Linked DNA regions of Bombyx mori: region 1 is linked to region 2. Evidence: chromatin contacts called from public Hi-C data. All regions are on one chromosome and are shown on one strand. The core of a region is the stretch at or near the end of the contact, and the rest is flanking DNA. Distances in the headings are between cores, read along the strand shown. Region 1 holds the start of LOC101742132. Region 2 has its middle 18 kb from the start of LOC134200673.

Region 1 (6,371 bases), core at 2,795-5,294, 110 kb before region 2:
TAACCCATGCATTAGCCCGCTGAGTTTCTCGCCGTATCTTCTCAGCGGGTCGCGATTCCGATCCGGTAGTAGATTCATTCGCGAAACAATTGCTCTTGAGTTGTTAGGTCTCCTTCGGAGGCGCTCGGGCAGTTGTTAGCAAATCCCACCCCTCTTGGCTGAGCCTTTGTTCGCCCACCTGTCCTGGTGAAACTGGAAAGGCCTTCGGGCCACCAGTAAACTTTCAATCATAAAAAAAAAATAAAAAAAAAAAAAAAAAAAAAAAAAATAAAAAAAAAAAAAAAGGCAGTCTCCTCCCGGTGATAGTCACGGGGCGACCTGAGGTAGTTGAGACTGCGCCGCACGCTACCGCCACTCTAGCGCGCTGGCACTAGAAGGATAGGACGATGCGTTGGCGGCTGCGGCATGCTACGCGGTCCGCGTTATCGTCGCCGAACATACTGAGGAAGAGCAACCCGGTCGGCGGTATATCGTTTTCCGACCCTACAGGCTCGGACTTGAAGTCGTCGTAGCCTAAAGGATAACACGTCTGGTGCATACACTTACCGGGTTTTGATCCCGGATGTCTGGTGTAAGAGGGCAGGGGTGTCGTTTAGTGCGGTAGAGCCCTAAAAACATCCTTGGGCCCGCGGTCTGCTCCTAACACCTGCAGATCGTCAAGTCCCACATACGGGCCCCCTAGGTGCGGGGACCTGGTCGGAGGATTGACCATAGGCTCGAAAAAAAAAAAAACTCCTAATATGTAGACAAACGGGGCTGAGCCTTATGTGAAGGTTATGTTAAATGTGCTTTAGCTAACTAGGGAACTGATCGGTTATCTATCTGGGACCCTGATAGGGATTTGCGAGGGATTTGGGAGGAAGAGTTGCTTGAGGTAAAAGTTAGTGTCTAGGGAGATACGGCATCGAAGTATATTCGTTTCGCAAGAAAATACTGAGTTGTGTCAATAAACGACTGACCTGTTTATATAATATGCTACGAAAATATTGGAAACTCAATTCACTTGAGGACCCCATGTAGAAATTACTTAGTGTATTTAAGTAGTACCGTAGGCATTTTTTAAACCCTGTTTAGAAGCATTTAATTTAATTCAAAATGTGAAATTACATAGGAGATATGGTTTATTAAAAATAAAAGCTATGTTAACAGTAAATTCACTTATTTGCCAGGTGCATCACAATTCTCAGCAATGAGCAATCGATTGTAGGGGGAGGCACTTATTTGGCGTATGACCTCTTCACAAAGTAAAAAACACTCTTGAAATTTTTATTATTGATGGTAATACTTACTTATATTATACTTACATTTATAATTGAAAAGCACTTGTAATACTTTCGAATACTCTTCCATCATTTTATGTTTCAATAGATTTTGTAGGAGTCTTAGAACAGCATCTTCATTGTAATCGTTATTCAATACAGTAATGCTGAACGCCATAGCCCTGGAAATATACAACAAAGTCTTCAGACAACAGGGCTTATGAATGAAAGATTGATTATTGTTAGCTTGGGAAACTTAAGTCAAACTGTGCTGTAATTAAATGTAGCATCGATTTGTAAAAACTACTCATGGCATTGTACTATAGTGGTACTATGACAAAAACTTTCCCTGCCGTGCCAAACAAAAACCCTCCAAAATTTCAACTCAATTAAATATTTGATGATTTATTTACAAAATATTATATTCATTTACTTATGTGAAATAAAATAAAAACATCACTTATTTAGTTTTTACAACCTTTTCAAGCTAAGTGGCATAAAAGGGTAAAAGAAAAGGTATGTAGGAGAGCATATTATTCTTAATTGGCAAAACTCTTCTTTGACTTGCTTTCTCAGGATGCACATGGCACACCATTGTAAATTATTATTTTGCTAACTCTTATTATCATCTCATTACACAATCATTAAAACAGTATTCATTTCTATGACCTAATGATGGCTCATCAAGTGACCAACAGACCAGTACCAACTGACTTTGAAATAAACTCCACTCCATGCTGTTTTCAGAGTGCTTTTATAACATAGTGCATCAATATATATATTTTTTTGTCGATGAGTGACATTGGCCCTTATTAAAGCAATTAATTAGTTAAGTTAAGAGAACACAATCTACTGGTAGTATGTCATTGTCCCATTATACTATAGTATGCCTTGGAAAAATCTTCACTCATAAGTTCAGCTTGGTAGGCAGCGGCTTCGCTCTGCCCCTGGGATTGCTGAAGTCTATGGGCGACAGTAACCACTCCCCATAAGGTGGGCCGTATGCTTGTCTGCCTACATGGGCAATAAAAAAAAGGTCCAACTCATATGTGTAATCGTACAAAATTGAATTTTTAATCTATATACACAGGTTTGATCTTGTATGATACTTAAAATCTCCTAATTTACTATTATGCACCAAATAATAAATTTCATGTTAGATGCCAATTGTGTTATTTTTGTATATAACTATAATTCACTTGGTTAATAGAGGTTGAATTTCTTATTAAATGGTAATAATTGTTCTTTGACAAACTGAAATTGTCTCTATCGACCACAGCAAGCTCTAAATAGTGGTATTTCATACCTCAAAATACTGAGACACAAACGATTTAGATGCTACAGTTCAAAACTTAAATATAGGATGTTATTCTCTATATAAAGTACCTTCTTTGGTTTTCACGAGTGATTTGTCCCCGTGACATAATGAGTCATAACAAAATTAAAACTATTTTTACAGTTTATAGTGGGAGCCTGAATATTTTGGGATACTATTACCTTTTTATTTCTCTCATTGAACATTTAAATTAAAAGTAGAGTAGTAATTGTTCTATTATTATTGTGGCTTTAAGGTGCCAGTGTGTACTGATCCACTCTTAATTTCTGATGAGCAAAATAACTGATACATTTCTCCATTGTAAGTATCAATAGTTCAACCGTGCGATAACTATTTTTATTATTAAAAAAGCACCCATTAATGTAAATTATTATTTGTTATTGACAAAAAGTTATAAAATACACTTACTTGTCTCTGATAATATCCTGTAAAGCCTCAGATGTTTCAAGTAATTCATTTGAAAGCATCTGATCTGAAAACCAATTACTGGACCAACAAATATACCAAAAGCATATTAATGGATAATGATCGCTCCATTGTTCACTGAAGTCTAAGACATACTTTTTAAATACAATTAGTGAGGCCTCAGAACGATTCAATACTGAATCTTGTATTAACTCTCTGAATATAAGTCGGTAAAAACTTCTATATCCTTCATACTTTCTGTAACAGTGGGTCAATATTGATAAACCGCGTTCTGAGTTTCCTTTGAAGCAGTGAGCTTTGGCTAAATAATGAAGAAATTCCACATTTCTTTGATATAGATTAGGATCTACATTTGCACAATACTTCTGGAGTATTATTATCATCTCTGGTTTCCCATCTAAACTATAATGCTTGAACAACTTTTTTAGAGTTTCCTCATTCATGAACTGTCTTTTATTTTTCATTTCTCTTACAAGAGTTTCCAACTGTCTGTTTCTGTTTTTTGACATTAATTCTTTTATTAAATTATCTCGTTCTTCATCTGTCATGGGAGGATTGGTGGATTTAGAACCATTTTCAACCATATGATTTTGGATGTTTACCGTATTTTTCTCTTTGGTTCTTTGCACAATTTGTGAAGATAATGAATCAACGACATCAACACTTGTGGTAAAGAGACATACAGGTGCGTTTTTTTGAATCTTCAGTACGTTGTGAATCGCTTTTAAATAATTTAGGGGATGTTTTCGCAACGGTATCCTCATAGAATTCATTTTTATTCGTTTGTTGTAATTACGGTTAAAAATCATAGGTAAATAAAATTTAAAAAGAATTATCAGTTACACGAATAGGGTCCATCATATTTATAATGAAATTAAACATAATCATGTTGAAATGCAGAATAATTTCGTAACATTGTAACTTTTTGTTTTTTTTAATAAATTTTACTGGCTTGGAAACAAAGGTAACATCGTAGGTAACAAAATTGTCAACAACATAGGTAATATAATTTTAAAGGATTTTATGATCTGGCAACTAAGACCTTTAAGTCATGTTTTATTTTAATTTAAATGTATTCTTATTTATACGAAACATGTTAATATAGAGCGAAATGAAATGAAATAATAGGAGTTGATATGGGATGAAATATAATCTCAGTAAAATGGTGGTCATTTACTAAGTCTGTTTCAGCGGACTTTTTGGAGGATCCCGAAAAGCTACGTCCAGCGGCTTTATTTCATTTTCCAAAATTGTGCACTTTCACAGATTCTAAACAGTTAATAAACCACCGTTGTTACATATTATTATTTAAACCTGAAGAAACACTAAATAGACAAAATAATACAATTCACACAACTTCGTTCCTCGCGTTCCAAACAGGAGACTTTTTGGATTAATAGGTATATACAATTTTAAACGTCATTAAAAACGATAAAAGATAAATTTTACATACCTATTCGTTCTCTCAGTAAATGAAGGCTTGTTCCTAGTTTTTGCGTTGTGCAAATGAATAATCCTGGGGAATTCACCTCCTCATATCTATAAAATGTATTGAAAAGCTCAAAAAATTAATATGCATATTCCACAATGATCTCGGATGCATGTTAAAAATTGTATGAAGAGTTCTCTTCTGCAGAATAAAATTCGATTCCACGTTGACAGGAGCCATTGAAAATATTTAATAAAAGCAGTAGCACGTTAGAAGATAAAAATTTCCAATTGTACCTTCAAGTTCAAGAGTGAAGAGTTTAACTCCGTAACGTGTTGAAAAAACTGTAGCACACAACGCCATCTATATAACTGATTATAAACAGCTACGCTACATCTTTGTTTCTACTCAGCACCAGATGTCAATAGTACCATACAATATTGTTCTTTTGTGAAGTTAAACTATGTAACGAAATATTAATAAAACTAGCAAAAAATAGCATTCGTTGTTGAATAGAGATTGTGTATTTATGGGGTTTTCTTAAACCTATTAGTTATGTGTATAATATTGTCCTAGCGTTCTTGTAGATATATTTATACTTGACTTTAACCCTTCAATATTTAACTCCTTGTGAACGAGTAAGTATTGCAACGTTCCCGGGTTTTTTTTTTCAGGATCGTCTTGAAACTATAATAATAATTTCCGTCCGAGCTACAACTATGAAAAAGAGTAAGTCTCGTTTACCTACTAAAAAGTATTTTTAGAGCACAATAATAAAATACCTACATACTGAACTGAGAACCTTCACCTTGTATAAATTTAAAGAGTTTTAACAATTAGGATAATTTGCAAAAGTTGCTGTAAACGTTAATTTTTTTTTATTGCTTAGATGAGTGGACGATCTCACAGCCCACCTGGTGCTAAGTAGTTACTAGAGTCCGTAGACATCTATAATGTAAAATGCGCCACCACCTTGAGATGAGTTCTAAGGTCTCAGTATAGTTACAACGGCTGCCCCACCCTTAAAACCGAAACGCATTACTTAACACCGGGTGTTAAGTGGTGGGCTGTGAGATCGTCCACCAATTTAAGCAAAAAAAAAAAATTGCACTAAATGTAATTGGTAGCCTTTACTTTGAGATTGGTGTTTGTGTTACTTGCAAGGTATTGTGCGGTTGGTGCCAATAAATTAATGAGTAGTTATTTATTGCTTTATGGACAAAAGTACAGAAGCGGTCTTAATGCCTTAGGCATTCTCTACCAGTCATCCAAGGGTGGTGCAGAGAGCACCGTGACACCTGGCACCGGCACCTACATCAAATGAAAAACTATAAATTCGGTTCATCTAAAAAAAAAAAAGTTCTGATAGTAGAATTGAAAACTCCCTCTTTTTTTGAAGTTGGTTAAAAAGCGCAGCTCTACAAACAGTCTTATCGATTCTTTAATAAGAACATTAACACTTAATAAAGGTGTTTTCGGTATTATAATTTCTTAATTCGAAATTATTGTGTTAACCGCCAGCGAAACCATTGATGTAATATTAAACGCTGTCATGGCTGAACTCGCGCGGGTACCGATGCGTCGGTTCGTACGTATTGCCGCCCCCTGCCGTGATCTTGGCATTAACGACTAATAGCTGCATGTTAATCGACAGGCGATCATTGTCGGCGAGCACTCTATAAGAAATTGAGAAAAAAAAATATAAATACATACACACACATACATCCACACATAATGATACGTGTGAAGATAAAATTCGTCATCCGTTCCACGTATTGAATATCGGATGTGAGACTATGTTATGTCACGCTCAAAAGTCATTTGGTTGTTTTTTTTTTGTTTTTTTTTTTTTTAATAGAAACTATATCACGGAAATGAAACTTATATATTTAATTGGGTTTATTGTTACAGTGATATACCA
Region 2 (6,440 bases), core at 1,451-3,950:
AAAAAGATCGTAGCGTCGAGCGAGCTAATTGTGGAAAATTGTTAATCGATACGATATTTAAAAGACGAATGATTTTTTTGTTGTGCTACTTAAAAGCAGCTGAACAATCAGAAACTAAACTAAATAAGTGTGCATTAATATTTATGACGTGTCTACGTTTTGTCTCATTTCTGAGAAAACTCAAATTTGTTTGCTTTTTTTTTCAGAACGCGTCGCAGTCGAAAAAGAAGGAAGCTAACGAGAAACTTCGAGCACAAAAGACGGTCTCGGCATTTGATCCACGGCCCTGCCACAGAGCCGGATTGTCCAGGCCTCGCGCGGAGGTACCACGAGTGCAATACTGCGGTAGGTGCATTTCAGTAAACCTCATTAGCGCTACTGTCACGGTGAATTAAGAATGATTCATTCGGCACGCTTTTGATATTAGGCTAACAATATTTGGATACTATAAATTCGAATTCTGGAATTATGGAATATTGATAACGTGAGCGTATCAGAGCGTAGCTAGTTTTTAATTGCTCATGTTTTGCATTTTCAAATGCTAGGTGTCCCTCCCAAATTCCGTATTTAGGGATTGCATTTGTAATTCTCGCCAAAATACGAAGAAGGAGTCACTCGTGTGCGTAATAAATGAAAGGTTAAAGTATTTTTAATACGCTTTTATTAGCTTCAGACGTATGTATGTTAGTTACTATGTATGTTTGTAACGGAATCTTTGAACATGATTTTGATCCCCTTCAAAACGTCGGATTAACTCTTTTAGTTTAAAAAAACTGCCTTTTTTACAATAAAATAATCTTTTCTTACACTATTTTTAATTCAAATTTATTAAAATTTATTTTCTATTTTTTAGTTGGATTTTCTATAAAAGCATACAGTTTTTTTTTTGTTCCTTTATTATTTTTGTTATTTTTTTTCTTTTACAGCCATGCTCGGGACCACAACGAGACGTTCGAGCCGAGCAATGCGCTGTCTACGATCGCAGACCGTTCCGAGGTCGATTCTATACTTGGGTGCCATATGTCGATGGTAAGAATTGTTTTTCATTGCTTTATCGAATACGTCGCTACATCAAGGTGGGTACCAGACCAAATACACATAACAACGCAAATTGTGCCCGCCAAATTGAAACATGAGGTGGAAATCTCAAATCGTGCTGCGTAACGGCTGTTTTTCAAACCGGAATTTTGGAATACTGGTGGTAGGATCTCTTGTGAGTCGGCACGGGTAGGTACAACCACCCCGCCTATTTCTGCCGTGAAGCAGTAATGCGTTTCGGTTTGAAGAGTGGGACAGCCGTTGTAACTATACTGAGACCTTACAACTTATATCTCAAGGTGGGTAGCGCATTTACGTTTAATATGTCTATGGGCTCCAGTAACCACTTAGCCAGGTGGGCTGTGAGCTCGTCCACCTATCTAAGCAATAAAAAAAATAAAAAAATATATCGCAGAACAAAATTGTGAATATTGTACATTTTTTGTATGTAGCGGAATCTTTGGACGTCATTTCCACTGACTTAAATACCTCCGATTAACTAATAAACGACCGGTCTAACAGTCTGAACTGTATCAACAGGATAAGAAAATATGAAATCGGTTGTCACTTCGGCGTAGAATTTAGGCTATGAAATCGGTTGTCACTTCGGCGTAGAATTTAGGCGCGTTTTTGTTTTGTTTCTAATCTATTATATTATTTAATAGCGGCGCGCTCCGGCTCCGCTCGGGTCTTTAACAAAAATTTCAACGATATTTGACGTTGTTTAATTTTTTTAAACAAAAGAACACTTATTGCGGCGTAACTATAATAGTTAGACATATGCTGCCGTGACGCTTTTTGTAAATAATAATGTGTTCTACAAAGTCGTAGTACATTATTTTATTTTATCATAAATAGTTTTTGCAGGCCACGCGATGTAAAGAATGTTGTAGGTAATTTTTTTACACCTTGGGTTACATTATTGGAGTTTTATTAAGGATCCCTAATTTTCTTCAAAAAAGATTATAGCCTATGTCACTCGGGAATAGTATAGCTTCCAAACAGTGAAAGAATTTTTTAAATCCGTTCAGTAGTTTCGGAGCCTATTCAATACAAACAAACAAACAAACAAATCTTTCCTATTTATAATATTAGTATAGATGATAATTAAATATTTCTATCTAATTGAATCTAGCATGTACCTATTAATATCTGGCAATTATTTTAGGAGACGCGCCATGTACCTTGAATTGTAGACCTCGTGGCCAGCAGTTCTACGCTTCCCTCGCTCTAGTTGCTGACGGCACCCCGTGTACTAAGCCAGGCTTTAGAGCAATATGTGTACAGGGAACATGCAAGGTAAGTGATTTTTCCTATAATTTGACCTATCATACACGAAATATAAGAACATTAAAATTCCCTAATTTAATTTTATTAGACACACTAACATCAGTGACCTTTTATCAATATAGTGACACCAAATAACTTATATTTCATGCCGTTGACACCAACTACACATAAAAGAGATAGGAAAATAGTGTGCAGAGATAAATTGTTACTTAAAGTTTATCATTTGTTATCACCTACCTATAAGCGTAAGAGCTTCAGTATAAATAAATTAAATTACTTCCAAATTTAACTTAAGTTTCATAATATCACACTAGCGTCTTGTAATTTTTTAAGCTAGCGCCATCTATTGGTGACTAATAAAACGTATATTTCTCGATTTGCGCCATCTATCATCGAATAGAAAAAATACACTGGCTTAAAATTTGGACTGCATAACATTCGTTGTCTCTTATAAATTGAGGTTTTTTTTTTCAAAGTTACGTTTCGATGACCGTTATTTGCGCACCGTCTAACAAGTACAGTCAAAATCTGTTATAACGACATCGAAGGGACTGCTCATATTCAGTCGTAAAAACCGATAGTCGTAACAACCGGTGATGTTCAATGTGTATCGTGCAAGTACAAACAAATCGATAGGGAATTATTGGAAAAATATATTTATTTAATACGCGATTTTTCTTCAATATTAATTTGTTTTATTTTTCTTCGCGACATTTTGAAATTTTCACGAATAACTCCACAAAGTTTTGGTGCGTCTTGTGTATAGATAAGTAACAGAGATATGAAGAAGCGGGCTTTGACTACCGCATGCACGTGTTTTGTTTCTAAGAATTAGAAAAGACCCTACACTAAACTAAATCCTATTGTTTTCTTTCCTGATTTTAAAAGCCATTGAAGACAAATGTGGATACCTATTCAAATTGTTTACAATACAGCTTAGCCGGTCGTTCTAACAGATCTAATTCTCCGAAATATTAGTTAAATGTGGTCGTTTTATGAGGTATGTCGTTATTACCAATGTCGTAGAAAGCAATATTTTTAATAAGGCGGTCATATGGCATTCAGCCGGGACCTTTGTTCTTGGTTATTATAACCGGCATGTTGTATTAAGCGATGTCGCAGTAAACGGTTTTGACTGTAGTTTGAAAGCAACATTTGTTTGAATCACTTCATTACCCCCTTCCATATTATTAATAATACAAAAACATTAAACAAAAATAGGCCCGAAAATGGCTAACCACAATGACAAAGGAAATAACTGGTCCCAATTCGAAATATAATATTTCTATTGTTATATTGTATTGCATGTAGTATTGTAAATATTTATAGCAAGACAATAAATATCCAATAACGTTTTTGTCTCTATTTAGAGCAGCAATAGGTAAATTGATACCTATCCTATAAATAGTCGCATTTGTAATACAATAATTAAAATTCAAGTTACAATTAAAACTATTTTACAAATTGAATACCGCGATTCTTAATGTCTGTTAACTTGTCGAATACTTTCCGTCACGGACGATTAGGGGTCGTAATTTCAATATAAAATTATTTCTTGACTTTCACGCTTAATTTCACATAGATTAACTAATAGGTTTTTATTTTTTATTTTTTTAATTAACTATATCTTGAGGTCTAGAAGTGTGTTGCCAGTACAACAACTTCACACAAAAGGAGTTTTAATTAGGTCGCAAAAACCGGATAAAGTACTAAATTCAAAATCGCTCAAATCTGGAATATCCGCCCGTATTCCTCTTCAGTAAAAATTCTGTTTGCAAAACTATCAACTGTGTATTTCGTTCGTCGCAGACGTTTCTAAAATATATCGGCGGTTTATACTTATATCAGCAAAGTGAAGGATTCCTCCCTTGGGCAGCCGATATAAGATATGCTGTGGTTTGGTTTGAGCGCGTAATCAGACTTCAATCATTTATTTAAAAACATATTTTTTTATTAAATTTATAATTCATCTAGTCAACGTAATTTTTGGCGGTAGGACATGTTGTATGCCCGCCCGACTAATACAATTCTAACTATTAATGTCGCGATGCATTCGATTTCACGGTTAGCACAACTGTATTATATAATTACTAGTGACCCGCCCTCGCTTCGCTTCGGAAACATTAAAACACACATGAAACCAAAAAAATAAAATAAAAAAAAAGTAGCCTATGTTCATCAGGGACAATGTCGGCTTCTAATGGAAAAAGAATTTTTCAAATCGGTCTAGTAGTTTCGGAGCCTATTCGAAACAAACAAACAAACAAATCTTTCCTCTTTATAATATTAGTATAGATTAGTATAGATTATATCGTCAATAATGTGTATGTACCTAAAACAAGCTGCCTGACATAGCTACCTGATCTACTTTCGACTGACATTGTATTATTAGGTAGATCAAACATACATATAATAAGTGACGTCACTTCAAATATAAGTTACAATAAGTCATATAATATAATATGCCTTATATGATTAAAATTAATTTAAAAATATGAACATAGATTGAACATTAATAGTTATCATTGAAATACAGTCAAAACCGTTTACTGCGACATCGTTTAATACAACATGCCGGTTATAATAACCAAGTACAAAGGTCCCGGCTGAATGCCATATGACCGCCTTATTAAAAATATTGCTTTCTACGACATTGGTAATAACGACATACCTCATAAAACGACCACATTTAACTAATATTTCGGAGAATTAGATCTGTTAGAACGACCGGCTAAGCCGTATTGTAAACAATTTGAATAGGTATCCACATTTGTCTTAAATGGCTTTTAAAATCGGGAAAGAAAACAATAGGATTTAGTTTAGTGTAGGGTCTTTTCTAATTCTTAGAAACAAAACACGTGCATGCGGTAGTCAAAGCCCACTTCTTTATATCTCTTCAGTTAGTTGTGTTACTTATCTATACACAAGACGCACCAAAACTTTGTGGAGTTATTCGTGAAACTTTCAAAATCTCGCAAAGAAAAAGAAAACAAATTAATATTGAAGAAAAATCGCGTATTATGTAAATATATTTTTCCAATAATTCCCTATCGATTTGTTTGTACTTGCACGATACACATTAAACATCACCGGTTGTTACGACTATCGGTTTTTACGACTGAATATGAGCAGTCCCTTCGATGTCGTTATAACAGATTTTGACTGTATATGAAAAAGGGTGGGAAGTATGAGGTGAACAGATTACCACATTCATATTATTTAAAATCCAATAGACAACCATTCTCGTCTATCATCCAGCCCATTCTCGCCGAATCGTCTCAGTGGGTCAGCATTCCGATCTGGAGACACAGCCCACTGAGTTTCTCTCCGGATCTTCTCAGTGGGTCGCGTTTCCGATCCGGTGGTAGATTCTGCGAAGCACGGCTCTTGCTAGGGTTCGTGTTAGCAACGTCATCAGGTTTGAGCCCCGTGAGCTCACCTACAAACGTTAGGGTTACGCTGAAATAGCCTCTCAAGGCTCTCAGCTTAGGTAGGAAAAAAAAAAAAAGCTGGTTGGATATGCGGTATTTAACTCGACACTATTATGTCTCTCAAATACATATAAGTATGTCCAATATAACCACTTAACACTAGATGATTCTTAAACTCGTCGGCACATGAATGCAAATGCAAAAATCTGACTCCTTGACTACATTTAAAGCATTACATTTCAATGGTTTTATTGCAGAAGACTCGATTAAATTTCACTGGTATAAAATTATAATTATATTTACTCATGTCCCCCACTAAGTTCGGCTCTGGTGTGCTCAAGCACCGTACTAATCTATCATCCGGTTTGCCACATAATACGATCGTCCGTTATCTATCCTAAGCTTTACTTTGTGTGGTTTTCTTTACAGTACAGAGCTTTGTACATGATTTTATATTCGCATTGGAGATACGTGATTGACTTTATATTGGGTATTGGACGCTACTTTTCAATATTTGCCAACGAGCTTATAAATGATATTAAACATTTATTCCAAACATAAATTACAAAAAAAAAAAACAAAAATAAGAAGGCTTGGAAAGGGTTACCAGCTCACCAATGCCTAACTTAACGACTCAATACTATTACTCAAACTACGGCTTTTTTATTTTTTATTTTTCCT

Evidence for each region. Hi-C and Micro-C count contacts between places; a contact is called where the count stands out from the background.
Region 1: a Hi-C map of middle silk gland shows a contact between it and region 2, with 2.7 times the contacts expected there. The contact joins the promoter of LOC101742132 here to the enhancer-like site in region 2. A contact is called at or near these places in 2 of 7 Hi-C or Micro-C datasets (middle silk gland and whole pupa).

What each region holds. Positions count from the first base shown.
Region 1 is chr19:7,294,616-7,300,986 of ASM3026992v2, reverse strand. LOC101742132 reads right to left here and starts at 4,044. Exons shown (of 3, transcript XM_004933329.4): 1 at 3,004-4,044; 2 at 1,305-1,441. The coding sequence starts at 3,830.
Region 2 is chr19:7,179,716-7,186,155 of ASM3026992v2, reverse strand. No RefSeq gene overlaps it. Among protein-coding and RNA genes, the nearest start is that of LOC134200673, 18 kb to the right of the region's middle. Within about 2 kb of position 2,700, at least 2 of the 8 cell types and tissues checked have open chromatin away from gene starts, as enhancers often do.